Linked DNA regions of Mus musculus: regions 2, 3, 4 and 5 are each linked to region 1. The links are chromatin contacts, called in public Hi-C, HiChIP or PLAC-seq and promoter capture Hi-C maps. All regions are on one chromosome and are shown on one strand. Each heading gives the region's core, a stretch centred on a gene start, on an enhancer-like site or on the middle of the called end of the contact. The rest is flanking DNA. Distances are from core to core; before and after follow the strand shown.

What was found. Promoter capture Hi-C pulls out the DNA fragments that hold promoters and counts their contacts. A called contact is a pair of places that touch in the nucleus more often than the background predicts. HiChIP or PLAC-seq counts read pairs in DNA pulled down with a chosen protein or histone mark.
Region 2: a contact with region 1 is called in an H3K4me3 HiChIP or PLAC-seq map of bone marrow-derived macrophages, with 6 times the contacts expected there. The contact joins the enhancer-like site here to the promoter of Appl1 in region 1. A contact is called at or near these places in 1 of 39 promoter capture datasets (the HPC-7 cell line), 1 of 484 Hi-C or Micro-C datasets (pre-megakaryocyte-erythroid progenitors), 3 of 115 datasets of contacts at active chromatin or transcription factors (bone marrow-derived dendritic cells, bone marrow-derived macrophages and large pre-B cells) and 1 of 9 other capture datasets (pancreatic islet).
Region 3: a Hi-C map of uterus shows a contact between it and region 1, with 5 times the contacts expected there. The contact joins the enhancer-like site here to the promoter of Appl1 in region 1. A contact is called at or near these places in 13 of 484 Hi-C or Micro-C datasets (the 3T3-L1 cell line, the HL-1 cell line, Sertoli cells and 8 more) and 1 of 115 datasets of contacts at active chromatin or transcription factors (embryonic stem cells).
Region 4: a promoter capture Hi-C map of the HPC-7 cell line shows a contact between it and region 1, with 4 times the contacts expected there. The contact joins the enhancer-like site here to the promoter of Appl1 in region 1. A contact is called at or near these places in 8 of 39 promoter capture datasets (the HPC-7 cell line, HPC-7-derived erythroid cells, cranial neural crest and 4 more), 2 of 484 Hi-C or Micro-C datasets (cerebral cortex and embryonic stem cells), 2 of 115 datasets of contacts at active chromatin or transcription factors (bone marrow-derived dendritic cells and embryonic stem cells) and 1 of 9 other capture datasets (liver).
Region 5: a contact with region 1 is called in a Hi-C map of the G1E-ER4 cell line, with 2.3 times the contacts expected there. The contact joins the enhancer-like site here to the promoter of Appl1 in region 1. A contact is called at or near these places in 2 of 39 promoter capture datasets (both in the HPC-7 cell line), 1 of 15 datasets of contacts at CTCF or cohesin (pro-B cells), 2 of 484 Hi-C or Micro-C datasets (the G1E-ER4 cell line and nephron progenitors) and 4 of 115 datasets of contacts at active chromatin or transcription factors (bone marrow-derived macrophages, effector CD8 T cells, large pre-B cells and 1 more).

The regions. Positions count from the first base shown.
Region 1 is chr14:26,969,291-26,971,808 of GRCm38.p6, forward strand. It overlaps Appl1 (adaptor protein, phosphotyrosine interaction, PH domain and leucine zipper containing 1), which reads right to left and starts at 1,261. Exons shown (of 22, transcript NM_145221.2): 1 at 1,111-1,261. The coding sequence starts at 1,164.
Region 2 is chr14:26,757,494-26,760,011 of GRCm38.p6, forward strand. All of the region lies in intron 21 of Dnah12 (dynein, axonemal, heavy chain 12), which reads left to right. Among named protein-coding and RNA genes, the nearest start is that of Dnah12, 67 kb to the left of the region's middle. Within about 2 kb of position 1,263, at least 13 of the 459 cell types and tissues checked have an H3K27ac peak or open chromatin away from gene starts, as enhancers often do. A contact at or near this core is called in the HPC-7 cell line and bone marrow-derived macrophages, where this site is marked.
Region 3 is chr14:27,172,076-27,174,593 of GRCm38.p6, forward strand. It overlaps a transcript of Arhgef3 not described here. Among named protein-coding and RNA genes, the nearest start is that of Gm34848, 93 kb to the right of the region's middle. Within about 2 kb of position 1,261, at least 77 of the 459 cell types and tissues checked have an H3K27ac peak or open chromatin away from gene starts, as enhancers often do. A contact at or near this core is called in the HL-1 cell line, muscle stem cells and uterus, where this site is marked.
Region 4 is chr14:26,782,663-26,785,180 of GRCm38.p6, forward strand. All of the region lies in intron 33 of Dnah12 (dynein, axonemal, heavy chain 12), which reads left to right. Among named protein-coding and RNA genes, the nearest start is that of Dnah12, 92 kb to the left of the region's middle. Within about 2 kb of position 1,264, at least 6 of the 459 cell types and tissues checked have an H3K27ac peak or open chromatin away from gene starts, as enhancers often do. A contact at or near this core is called in the HPC-7 cell line, where this site is marked.
Region 5 is chr14:26,824,894-26,827,411 of GRCm38.p6, forward strand. Dnah12 (dynein, axonemal, heavy chain 12) reads left to right here. Exons shown (of 75, transcript NM_001370884.1): 47 at 2,001-2,134. Among named protein-coding and RNA genes, the nearest start is that of Asb14, 68 kb to the right of the region's middle. Within about 2 kb of position 1,263, at least 24 of the 459 cell types and tissues checked have an H3K27ac peak or open chromatin away from gene starts, as enhancers often do. A contact at or near this core is called in the G1E-ER4 cell line, the HPC-7 cell line, memory CD8 T cells and 1 more, where this site is marked.

The DNA of each region.
Region 1 (2,518 bases), core at 11-2,510:
TAAGGCTTTACACTGAAAAAATCATTACGCACAATTTAAACTACGAGATAAACAAATATGTGGCTTTCTCTTTCTCACATTATCTGATAAGAGTACATTACCTCCTAGCAACTGGCCTATAAAGATTGCCTTCAGAGAAAAGAATAAATCAATTCTACAATCAGAGCACAATTCTAACTTTGAAATAAAAATTGGCACAAAATCCATGACAAAAGTGCCATCCAGGAAAACAAGCGCTAGCTCTTCTCTTTTCCTCTTTTTGGTTGGAGGGCCACTTATTAAACTACAAATGCCTATGAAGTATGTACTTCTCAGCAAGCAATATTTTTAAAAATCTACCTGCAACACTGTTTTATATCCCTTACTATACATAAAGGCTGGCGTAAAGATGAAGTTTACACAAGTTAGAGGCTCCAACACCTTTTAAAACACAATTGATGTCATTAAGTACTGAAAAAGAAATCCAACGAATCGTTTTATTTTTCCCAAACTGTCTTCAGCCAGAGCAACCACACCAGCATCATCCCTAACGCACAAAAACAGGGCTTTCATTTTGATGAGTTTATTCGGGCCAATCTGCTACCCAAAGCTCAGCCTCCTCGAAGCAGCGTAGGCGCCTTCCGTCACCCGCAGTGCACAGCTCAAGTGACAGCCACCAGCCTGAGACTCGGGCACCGACACAGCACGGGGAGCAAGGCACGCACTCCTGCTTCCACCGGCGTTGCACACTCCGCCTCGCAGACCCTTCCTAAGAAAACTAGCCACTGCCGTCCCCCCGAATGCCGGGCCTCCTCCGAAAACGCCACGAACAGGACTTATCTCACATCCTATCATCGCGATAAAAACAGCACCTCCCGTGAAATGCAAAGGCGACTCGGCGCGGACTCAAACGCCAGGCCCCACGGGAGACAGTGACGGCCGCTCGGTCTCCGGGCCGCCCGTGGCCCAGCCGCGCGAGTACGCGCGGGCCTCCAGCCCGGCCCGGGAGTGTAGGGCGCGGCCCCGGCAGACAGCGACCCCGGGCGGCGGCGCCCACCTGGGCCACGGGCACCTGAGGCTCCAGGCCCGCGCTAGGCCGCGCGCTCTCCTCAGCCGCCGCTCGCGCCTCACCTGCGGACTGTCCTCCAGGGTCTCTTCAATGGGCAGCTTGTCGATCCCCGGCATCGTGGCGAAGGCTGGGCGGCGGCAGGACACTCGGCAGCCGCCCACAGCTCCGCGCGTGGCCCCGCCTGCTGCAGCTGACCCGGCCCGCCCTCTCGCAGGCGCCGCCGCCCCAGCCCAGAGCTCAGCGGCCGCCGCGCGGGAAATCCCGCCCCCCCTAGGCCCACTAGCCCCGCCTCCAGCTCACCCATTGGCTCGCCGCGACGTCTGTCACCGCTACGGGGCTGACCGGGAATTCCTCCCCGACCGCGGGTTCTCTACCAGAGCAGTGGCCGTGCGGGCCGAGCAGTGTGGGGATGTCGACCTCCGTCGTCGGGCGCGCGTAGTTGAATACGTAGGGGGCTGTCTGAGTCACGCTAGCGCACAGCTAACCTGAGCCCGGAGTGAAGACCGCCGGAGGGGACCTGAGGCAGTTTTACTTCTGCACCATATTTCGTCAGCAACCAAAGAAAAAAAATCCCTACACCTAGCGTCATAACCTTCCCAACCCTGCTCCAAGTTTTCAATCTTATCTCCTGCAAAGAGCGTTAACTCACAAATCTGTGGAATCCGAAATTGTGTCATTAACGGGGTTTACAGTTAATTTGGAGTAGTAGACCCTAAACTTTTTTTTTTCTCCTGGACACCTGCCTATCGGCATCAGTTTAAAACCCTTGATTTTGTTGACAAATCATTAGTTCTTACCTCGTCTTCAAGTTTGTCATTGCTGAAAATACGACCACTATATTTCTTGTATATCACAAAGGAAAACTTTTTTTTAATAAAAAAATTTAAAGATACATTTATCGGAGGACTTCCTTCCGTCATTAAAGGGCTTCTCTCGCAAACCGATTGTCAGGTTTGGCAGGACTCAAAGAACTTCTCTGGTCTCCTTGACTGTAGAGTGAAGCTCACACAGTTGGAGATTTGACATGTAAGGACTAGGCTAACACTGTTTTGTTGTGTTGTGTTTTATGGATTCAGCCTTGATGCACCCTTTTCTCCAGCTTCACACGTTATTTCTCTGAAGTGTTGTACAGTGAGTTTACCGATATGCAAAAAAATTGGCAAAATCATTAATATCTCCCAAAAAAATCTACCCATTAGTCCACTAGTCCATTCCACTGTCATTCAAAGAGTACGATAAGCTGGGAGAAGAGTATTAGCTTCCTGCTTCTCCAGCTGCTTCGACCCAAATCCAGACACTGGAGCAAATCCAAATATGGTAATGAAGAGGAAGCTGTGAGTTTACCAGATTTTCCCCATGGTCTCTTGAAAGATAAAAACTTTGTTTCAGAAGTTTTTTTTTTTTTTTTAAGATTTATTTACTTATTATATGTAAGTACACTGTAGCAGCCTTCAGACACTCCAGAAGAGG
Region 2 (2,518 bases), core at 13-2,512, 210 kb before region 1:
AGACTGTGATCAGTACAAGTAATGGAGTGAGTGTGATCAATACAAGTGATGAAGAGAATTTTGTTAGTACATGTGATGGAGCGAGTGTGGTCAGTACAAGTGAAGGAGAGAGTGTGATCAGGATGAGTAATGGTGAGGTTGTGGTCAGTACAAGTGATGGAGACAGTGTGGTCAGTACAAGTTTTGCAGAGAGAGTGGAAGTACAAGTGATGCAGATATTGTGGTCAGTAAAAGGGATGGAGAAAGTGTGATCAGTACATGTGATGGAGATAGTGTGGTCAGTAAAATTTATGGAGAGAGTGTGGAAGTACAAGTGACGGAGAGATTGTGGTTCAGTACAAGTGATGGAGAGAGTGTGATCAGTACAGGTGATTGAGTGAGTGTTATCAGTACACTTGATGAAGAGAATGTGGTCAGTAAAATTAATGGAGAGAGTATGATCATTACAAGTGATGGAGAGAGTGTGATCATTACAAGTGATGGAGAGGGTTTGGTCAGTACAAGTGATGGAGAGGGTGTGGTCAGTACAAGGGATGTAGAGTGTGGTCAGTACAAGTGATGGAGAGTGTGTTCAATACAAGTGATGGAGATAGTGTGGTCATTACAATGGTGGAGAGCATGTGATCAGTAGAAATGATGGAGTGGGTGTGGTCAGCATAAGTGGTCCTATGTGTACTTGCAAATGTTTACCAGGTAAAACAGTTGAGAACTCAATTGGTGTCAGTTCCCGTGTTTCTTTCCTATTAGTAATACCTTTTACTGGATTCTAATGTTGAAAGCAAGTATTTTTCACTCTTTTAGCATAAACCATAGCTATGCAACTACTTTTAAAATGTATTCAACTTAAGGAATATCTTTTCCAATGCTGTGGGAAAAACTAAATAAGTAGTAGAGTTATTGAGCGTTAATTACAGAGATGTATGACTTTTTTCCTTAGAAGCTCTTCCATGATTTCTTTTAGATTAGTGGGCATCAGTCTTCTTCTGTGAAAAGCCAGTTAATATGTTTCTTTAGGCTTTGTGAGGCCTGTAGTATATTGTCCTGACCCACGGGACCCAGTTATTTGTGGTGTCCGATGGGGACCTTGCCTGAAAGAGAAACGGGCAGGAAAGAAGGAGACCAAGCAGACGATCCTATTAAGGTCTGTTTATTGCGAGCAAGGTTACAGAATAAAAGCGGTAAGAAGGAGGAAGTAAAGAGGGAGAAACTTGCCCGTGCCTCAGCTTGGGAGCAGGGGTGGTTCTGCCTAACTGCCCGGGAGCATGCTATCTATTCTTAGCTCAGGGGACATCCAGCGGCTTTTCACAGGAAGTTTGCAGATACTATTATCTGATCTTGATGTTCTGTCAGCAGTCCTTTCAAAAGGTTGGGAGTTTCTCAAGAAGGGAGGGGAACTTTGGCTTATGACTCAGTGTCAGTCTCCAAAATATCCCCCTCTTTTATATTATAGATGGAGCTTTCAGCCTTTGGCCATATGGTAGATGGAGCATCTGCCTTAGGCTACATGATGTGCATCTACAACCAGCACCCAAAGTGGTTGATTTTTGAGGGTAGAGTCTCTGTCTTAGGCTATGTGAGTTGCCCCCCACATCCAGCACTCTCATCTCAGAGTGGGCCCCTGGATTATGGACTCACAATAATCCCATCATTTGAGGTGCTCTACAGCCTATCATGGGTGTGCCTCTGGTATGTGGCATCATGCTATTCCTGTAATTGATGTCTCCATAGCTTACCAAAGCATCCCTGGTTAGGACCTGGGTCCAAGACTGTAAAATCTAGGCCCACCAAAGGGGCATCACGGGGATCAACATAAGTATCTTGGTCAATGTCTCAGACATCAAGGCGATGATAGTATACCAACACTGGCTTCTTAAAGGCTGCATCTACTTGTGATTTGACAAACTCTGTTAACTTTCTAAATGCCCAGGGTCCAAAGGATATGAGCAAAAGTAATCCTACCACAGGACCCAAAATACTGGGCAACAAGGTAAAGAGCATGGAGAAGTGGAAAACCAATTCTGGTACCAGGATTCACTTTTTTCTCGTTCTCTTTTTCTGTTTTCTAAACTCTCTTTTACCTTTTTCAGACTATCTTCTACTAACCCTGTCTTATCTGTATAGAAACAGCATTCCTCTTTTAAAGCAGCACACAGTCCTCCTTGTTGGAGGAAAAGCAAATCTAACCCTCTTCTATTTTGTAACACTACCTCAGAAAGTGAGGTAACAGAATCTTTAAGGTTCTTTATCCCAGCCTGCATCTCCTGAAGATCTCTATCTATAGTCATACTAAGTTGGGTATACTGTTGATTGGAGGTCACTAAGGAGGCAATCCCTGTTCCTGTCCCCGCAGCTCCTAATCCAAGGAGAACCGAGAGGGTGATAGCTGTGATAGGCTCTCTCCTGTGCCTCGATGGAAGTGTGGACCCTCTCTCCCAGAATCTTAGAAAATCATCAGGCGGGTATACTGTCAAGGGAGGAAGCAATTTAGTCAAAACACAATATTCTCTGCCTTTTAAAG
Region 3 (2,518 bases), core at 11-2,510, 200 kb after region 1:
TCTATTGGGCTTTAGATAGAGCTTCGAGAGGCATTTCAATGCAAATGTTGTGGTCACCCAGCCCAATGTGGAGCTTGATGCATCTGTAGATGGAAGGATCCCCAGAGACTTTAAGCATGGCCTCCATCCTTGCCTGATTCAGAGAGGACAGTCGGGCATCTGTCATAGTTAGGGTTTCTATTGCTGTGATGAAACATCATGACCAAAAAGCAAGTTGGGGAGGAAAAAGTTTATTCTACTTACACTTTCACCTCACTGTTCATCACCAAAGGAAGTCAGGACAGGAACTCAAGCAGAGAGGAACCTGGATGCAGAAGCAGAGGTCATGGAGGAGTGCTAACTGGTTGCTCCCCATGGCTTGCTCATCTTACTTTCTTATAGAACCCAGGACCACCAGCTCAGGGATAGCACCACCCACCATGATCTGGGCCCTCCCCACATTGATTTTTTTTTTTTTTTTCAAGACATGGTTTCTCTGTATAGCCCTGGCTGTCCGGGAACTCACTTTGTAGACCAGGCTGGCCTCGAACTCAGAAATCTGCCTGCCTCTACCTCCCGAGTGTTGGGATCAAAGGCATGCACCACCACGCCCGGCTTTTTTTTTTTTTTTAATTTTTTTTCCACATTGATTACTAATTGAGAAAATGCCTTTACAGCTGAACCTCATAGAGGCATTTTCTCAACTAAGGCTCCTCCCATCCAATGATGCTAGCTTCTCGTTAAGCTGACAAACAAAACCAGCCAGCACAGCATCCACCAAACTGAGAAACAGAAATGCAGTTTTGAGCAAGTTTGTTCTGTCTTAGCAAAGAACAGTTGGTGTGGTTTTCCACATAGCAAGCCTTTATGGCTTCAAATATTCTGGAGCTCTTAGCAGAGCTAGGAAAATACCTTTGAGGCAAAGACAGTTTAGCTTTGACCTTGGGCCAAGAAAGTTCAGGCAGCCAGGCTCATGTTGTAGGATTGCAGGATAGTTGCTGGGGTGATCGATGATGACTTTGTCTCTGCTTAATGGTGGTCCAGCCCAGTGGTCCAGCCCATCTGCATGACTCAAAGGCTCAGAAATGAGTGCTTCTTGTTAGCAAGGTGGAAGGGGTGGCGTTTCATCCTCCAGGTCTTTCTTCTTTGCCCAGCCTGCTTGTAAAAATGAGAGCTTGATTTTTCCAAGCTGTATCATGGACCCCAGATATATCAATGCCAATTTTCTGAAGGAAACCTACTGTCGTCCGTGAGCAGTTGTCGGGCCCACAAGGGTGACTCATAAATAGTGAAGTTCCCAGAACTCACTCATCCCTGGCCAGCTAAGAAGAAGCTAAGCCAAGAGGGGTGGGGCAGGCTGCCGCATTTGAAAATAACATTGTGTGTTACAGACAAGTGTCCCCTGTTGGACAACCAGGCACTTTTAAACAGAGGAGGCTCGGCCGATCACCATGCTGGCTACCTGCTTTTATCTGGCCGATGGAGGAGTCTTCACTTTCCACACTAGCTCAGACTAAGCAAGAGACAGGTGCGGCTGCGGCTGACTTTCCTCCAGGCTGTTGGGAGTGTTTCTGACAGCAGTGCAGTGCGTATGGTGTTGTGGATGGTGGCAGGAACAACTGGTTTTTCAGGCTATTAAGAAAGTGTGATTCCCCTGGTTGTTGACCACCCATCTCCAACCCTTAAATGTCTAAAATAATCTAGAAGGCCACACAAGTCAGCATATTATTTATATTCACTTAGTGTTGTGGTGGTGGTGGTGGTGGTGGTGTGTGTGTGTGTGTGTGTGTGTGTGTGTGTGTGATTTTTTTGAGACTCCCTAAGTAGTCCTTGTTGGCCTCAGATGCACGGCAGTTTTTCTGGCTTTGCCTCTCAGGTGCTAAAACTGCAGGTGTGTGCCGCCACACCTGGCTATGTTAACTTTCATGGCTAATAAACATCATGCAGAAAATTGTGCCAGTCACTATAGCTTATTGGGTTTCATACCCCTTTTAAAAAAAAAGAATTTTATGTATGTATGTGTGTGTGTGTGTGTGTGTGTGTGTGTCCACACACACACCTGCTTGTCTGTGAGAGCGTCACATCCATGCAGGTGCCTGTGGAGGCCAGAATCTTGATTGCTGGATCTGGGTTGCTGGGAATTGAATTGCAGTCTTCATCAGGAGCAGCAGCCATTGCTTTTGTTTTAGCCAGGGTTCCTATTGCTGGGATAAAGCAATAGGACCAAAGCAACTGGGACAGATGGGTTTGTTTCATCTTACAGCCTAAAGTCCATCACTCACGGAAGCCAGAGCAGGAACTGAAGCGGAGGCCATGGCTTGCTCAACCTGATTTTTTACAAACCCCAGGGCTGCTGGGGTGGGGGTGGGGCACTACCCACAATGAGCTGGGCTTCCCACATCAATCATCAGTTAAGAAAATGCCCCACAGACTTACCAATATGTGAACTTATGAAGGCATTTTCTCAATTATCTTCCCAGATAGGCTAGGTTTATGTCAAGTCCACAGACACCAACTAGCACAGGTCTTAACTGCTGAG
Region 4 (2,518 bases), core at 14-2,513, 190 kb before region 1:
CATTTCTTTTTTTAAAAAAGTTACTTTATTTTTTATCTGTAAAATGTTACCATGGGACATGAGAGATATACAAAAGAACTAGACAATGGTAGTCTTATAATGTTTCTTTTAATTGAGAATAAATGGTAATAAAATTCTAAAAAGTGGATGCTATGATTTTACTGTATTTGAACATTTTCATAGCTGTTACCAAAATAAAGATGCATCAAATTTTCTGCACCCAGAGGTTCATTCATGCACCTTCCAAGTCATAATATTTTCTAGAGATCATCACTTAATAAGTAATAACTGGTTTTAGCACGTTTTGAACTTCATGTTAGTAGACTCACATTCTTTAGTGCTCTCCAGTTTGGGTCTATGTATGTAAGGTGTTAGTGTTGTTGTTTTCTATTTTATTCCTTATTCTCTTTCATGTCTGCATTAGTATTCTACTGTGTGAATATGGCTCAGTGTTTCCATACTTGTTTTGTAGCCTTAGGGACTGAATCCTTGGGCAGATGTTAAGCCAGAACTCTACCATTGGGCTCTTTCCCCCCACCCACGTTTTTAAAAATAAATATATGAAATGACTACCCTATTAAACAGTGAATTCATTTAATTAGTACTCAAATGTATGTTTAAGCACCTTATCACTGTTGGTCACATTTTTCACTCAGTAGTATTGATCGCACTGAGAAAGAAAAGTAAACAGACAGGTGTTGATGATTCAGAAAGGAGGAGTTAATGAGCAGAATGAAATGTAAGGATTTAAACTCACACAGAAGGCTGCTCTCACATCAATGACAGGAGTGTCACCTGATACACAGAGTTGGTGGTGACAAAATACAGTCCTGCTGACTTGTGTTTATGAAGGGGTGAGCCTCAGTTCTTTTCAGAAGAAATGAAAGCATTTTAATTAGCCACAGTGGAAGCTGGGAAGCAGATCTGCTTAGCAGTGTTCTCAACCCATGACCTCTGGGGTCACTTATGAGAGATCCTGCATATCAGAAATTTACATTACATAGCAAAATGATAGTCATGAAGTAAACAACAAAATAATTTTATGGTTGGGGTCACCTCAACATGAGGAACTATGTTAAAGGAGCACAGCATAGGAAGGTTGAGAGCCACGGGCTTCCAGAAACATAGAAGTGTATGTGGGTAGTACTGAGGACTGGGTTAATTTAAAAGGCTGCCTTTGTGAAATATTCTCTAAAGATAATGGTGTGCAAATAGTAGAAGCACCGTATACAAAGCAGAACTTACCTAAGAAAGGAAGTAAAACCAGCTGTGATAAGACATGCCTTACCAAGATGAGGAGAGAGCACGTTAGGGAGAAGTTGGTCTGCACAGAGGGAGTGAGAACCATAGTCAGGATCCATTAGGGAGGGGAAACTGTTCTGAAGTAAAGGAAAAGAGGTGTACTCGATGTTAATGAGCAGGAGAACTGATGTGGGCAGAGCTAAGATGCTTGAATTGAATCATTCAGAATGACATGGTTTTTTCCCCAAGAGATAAATTTCCAGATATATGGAATGAATGAATGGAGAAAAGCAAGTCAAAAATAAGTGAAGACAGGTTGGTCAGAAACATAAGATGTATTGATGAAACTGGGCCAGGAATGGAGTATTGGGTGAGAAAAAGATCCTCTGGGCCTGGCAGGTGACAGCAAAAGCAAGGATTTCCGGATGGTTGGCTTGTGTTTGACGGTGGCAGCACAGGAGAGTGAGGGTGATGCTGCTGTCCTGTCCTAACCTGATAGCAGAACAGTGCTCACTGGTGTCATCGGGTACACACTTAGACATATTCTAGATTATTTCTCTCAAGTAGAACTTTCTACAATTCTGGAAATGTCTGCACTGTTAAGGTAGATGTCAGCCAGTCACATGTGGCTTACCAACACTTCGTTTGCAGAATTGGTTAGTGTAGCTGAAGAACTGAACTTGGGGTGGGGAGATAGCTTAGAAATAGAGTGCTTGCCAGCATGCATAGGGTCCACGCACTTCATCTTGTGCAGAAAGAAAAGAAAGGTGCCGAAGAACTGAACTACATTTAATTTTTACATTGGTAAATTAAATACGAATAGCCCTGCATGGCTAGTATAATACAACTCTTTGCCACTCTATTTTATACCTAACAAGATGAATCCAGAAATGTTAGACACTTCTTTGTTGGCATATGACTAGAGAGAGTCCCAAGTCTAGAATGAAGATTGTAGAAGCAGAGAGGAAACAAAAGAGAGAGAAGTGGAGGTGGTTGAGACTATGTAACAAAATTAATTTGATGTGTGAATAGTTAATAATAATAGTCACTGATATTATTAAATTTAATTATCTCTAAGCCAAGAAGCTTGAGATAAGGTAGTTTTAATAATAGAAAAGATGAGAATTTGAGAGAAAGCATGTGATTGATAAATCCAAGTTTTGAACATATTTGATAGAAGAGGAAATATTTTAGATTAACGAAACTAAGGAGGCATCATAAACACAGGGCTAGACTAGGATTTTTTTTTCTGGCTTCCATCCATATTCATGCTTTT
Region 5 (2,518 bases), core at 13-2,512, 140 kb before region 1:
GAGGAAGAAAGAGAATTTCTAAAGTATTAAGATGAATCAGTTACATAAAAAGGTGATATGGAACCATAAGATAGTGTTTGGGGGGGGAGAATGAATTAACAAAATATGTAATTACCCGCATATATTGTATAAATGGGATTAATAAAACTTCTATTATATAATTGTGTGTCAACTATGTATTATAATAACTAATTAACTCTTCCCTTTGAGGAGTGTGTGTGTGTGTGTGTGTGTGTGTGTGTGTGTGTCCTCCTATAGAGCAGGCCTCCAGTTTAATCAAAAAGTGGCTGAAACCACCATTGGGCCAGTAGCATTTTCCTCTAAGCTACACATGTTTTAATTAATCATTTTTAGTTTAATTTAATTTTATGTGTATGGGTATTTTGCCTGAATGTATGTCAGTGTACCACTTATGCCCAAGAAGGTGGAGAGAGGGCATCAGATATCTGGAACTGAAATTAAAGACAGTTGTAAATGGTTACATAGATTCTGGGAATCAAACCTGGGTCCTCTAGGATAGCTAATGCTCTTAAACACGGAGTCCATGCCTATAGGCCCCAAAATTTAATACAGAAAGGTGTGTGTGTGTGTGTGTGTGTGTGTGTGTGTGTGTGTGTTTGTCTGTGTGTGTGTGTAGAGGGAGGATTATGAATGGGTTTGGTCCCCATGATTATGGAGCCTTAGAAGATCTTCACCTCACAAAGTGGGGGCCTTGAAGAGTGAGTGCCACAGTTCTAGTATGGAGGCCACAAGGCTCAAGACCTTGAAGAGCTCATGTTTTGAGGTCTTCTGAACTCTGAAGCCGACAGTAAAACCGATGTGCCAGCCTGAGGACGGTCAGAGAGGATTAAGTGCTCCTTTATTTGGAAGAAGAGCAATACTGTCCTTTGGTTCAGGACTTCTAATTAAAAGAGGCCTGCTGACGTGAGGGTAGTGGGCTGTGCCTTTGGGAAGCAGAGATAGAGGACGATAGCTGGAGCTACACAGAGAAATCCTGTCCTCAACTCCCCATCCCCAAAAAGGAGGACCTTAAAATGCACACTGCCCTAAAAGGAAAGAATTACAAGCATCTTGTTGAAACTGAGTGAAAGGAAATCTGGAAAATATTCTAACAAAAAAGTAAAAAAGCATAAACTGTTTAATTAAACATTTAAAATGTTAGTTGTCAAGTATCATTGTAGGCACTCCTTGCTTCCATGGGTTTTATTTCTGTCAAGGGTTGAACGGAAGCCAGTAACAGACAAACAAGTAAATGGTGTGTGAGGTATCGGTTAGTAAGTTCTGAAGATAACACTCACCACAAGAGGTCATGTAAATAACAGGAAGAAGGCTGTTCTAGACAGATCATTCTGGGAAGAACTTTATCATCATCTGGGGCATAAACATAAAGGAAGTAAGAAAGTGAGCCACATCACAGTCTGAGAAAAGAAGGTTCTGGTCAGAGGACACAGCAAGAGAAAGGTCCAAGAGCAAGACTGCAGTTGACATAGTTCAGGACAGAGCAGAAGAAAGCACTTCACTGAGGCAGAAAAGATTGGCAAAAAGAACTTTTGGGTAAAAAAAAACAAAAAAAAACCAAAAAACTTCAGTTTTGGAGTTATGATAGGGATTATGAAGGACTTCCAGTGACAGAAATCCAAATTAAAAAAGGGTTTTCTCCTCTTTCTCATATGGGAGAAGGGGCTAGTAGATATTGAGCAGACAGCATTGTCTATAGTGAACATGCTAAAATCAAGATGCCTAATGGACAACCATGTAGAGAGATGGAGAAGGGGATAATTATGTTCTTAATATGCAACAAGTCTTTAGTCCTTATCGTGTGTCCTTGTTTTCATTTTAATGTATAAAAAAATCTAAAAAGCATTGGGCCCTCAGTCTATTTGATTCTCATTAAGCCCTAACCTCTTCATAACCCTAAACTCTTCCCCTAGGTGACATCTCGACGTATATGCCTGCACTGAGGCTGCTCATCTTTAATACATTTTTCTTTCTCTTTCCAGCCGTGGCCTGAAGATGCTCTTGAACGTGTAGCTGTGAATTTCCTAGAAACTCTGGAGCTCACTAAGGTTGAGCGACAAGAGATAGTCCCGATCTGTAAACACTTTCATACTTCCATTATGCACCTTTCAGAAAGGTTAGTAATGATGGTACTTTAAATTGTGCAATTTAAATGCCTTGTATTTTAAGTGCCCTGTATTTTCCACAAAAGTCTAACATTTTGGTGTTATTTCTTTGTCTTCTAATTTTTCTGGTTATTTAATTAATTAAAACCCTCAGCTAACAAGCAATAGAAAGGGAGAATTTATTTTGAAGATCCAAGAATGCCTCACAAAGATCTGGAAAATGAGCAGAAGAAGTTAGAATCTGTTAAAAACACACAATTGTTTTCTGATATGCGTCATTATGTGTGTTCTAACTATTGATCATCAACCCTTGAATCTAGAAGCATGACCTTAAGTGCTGTTGTATTGTGCATAGAGAGTCAGTTGTCCTGCATACTTGGCTTGGACAGTGGTGC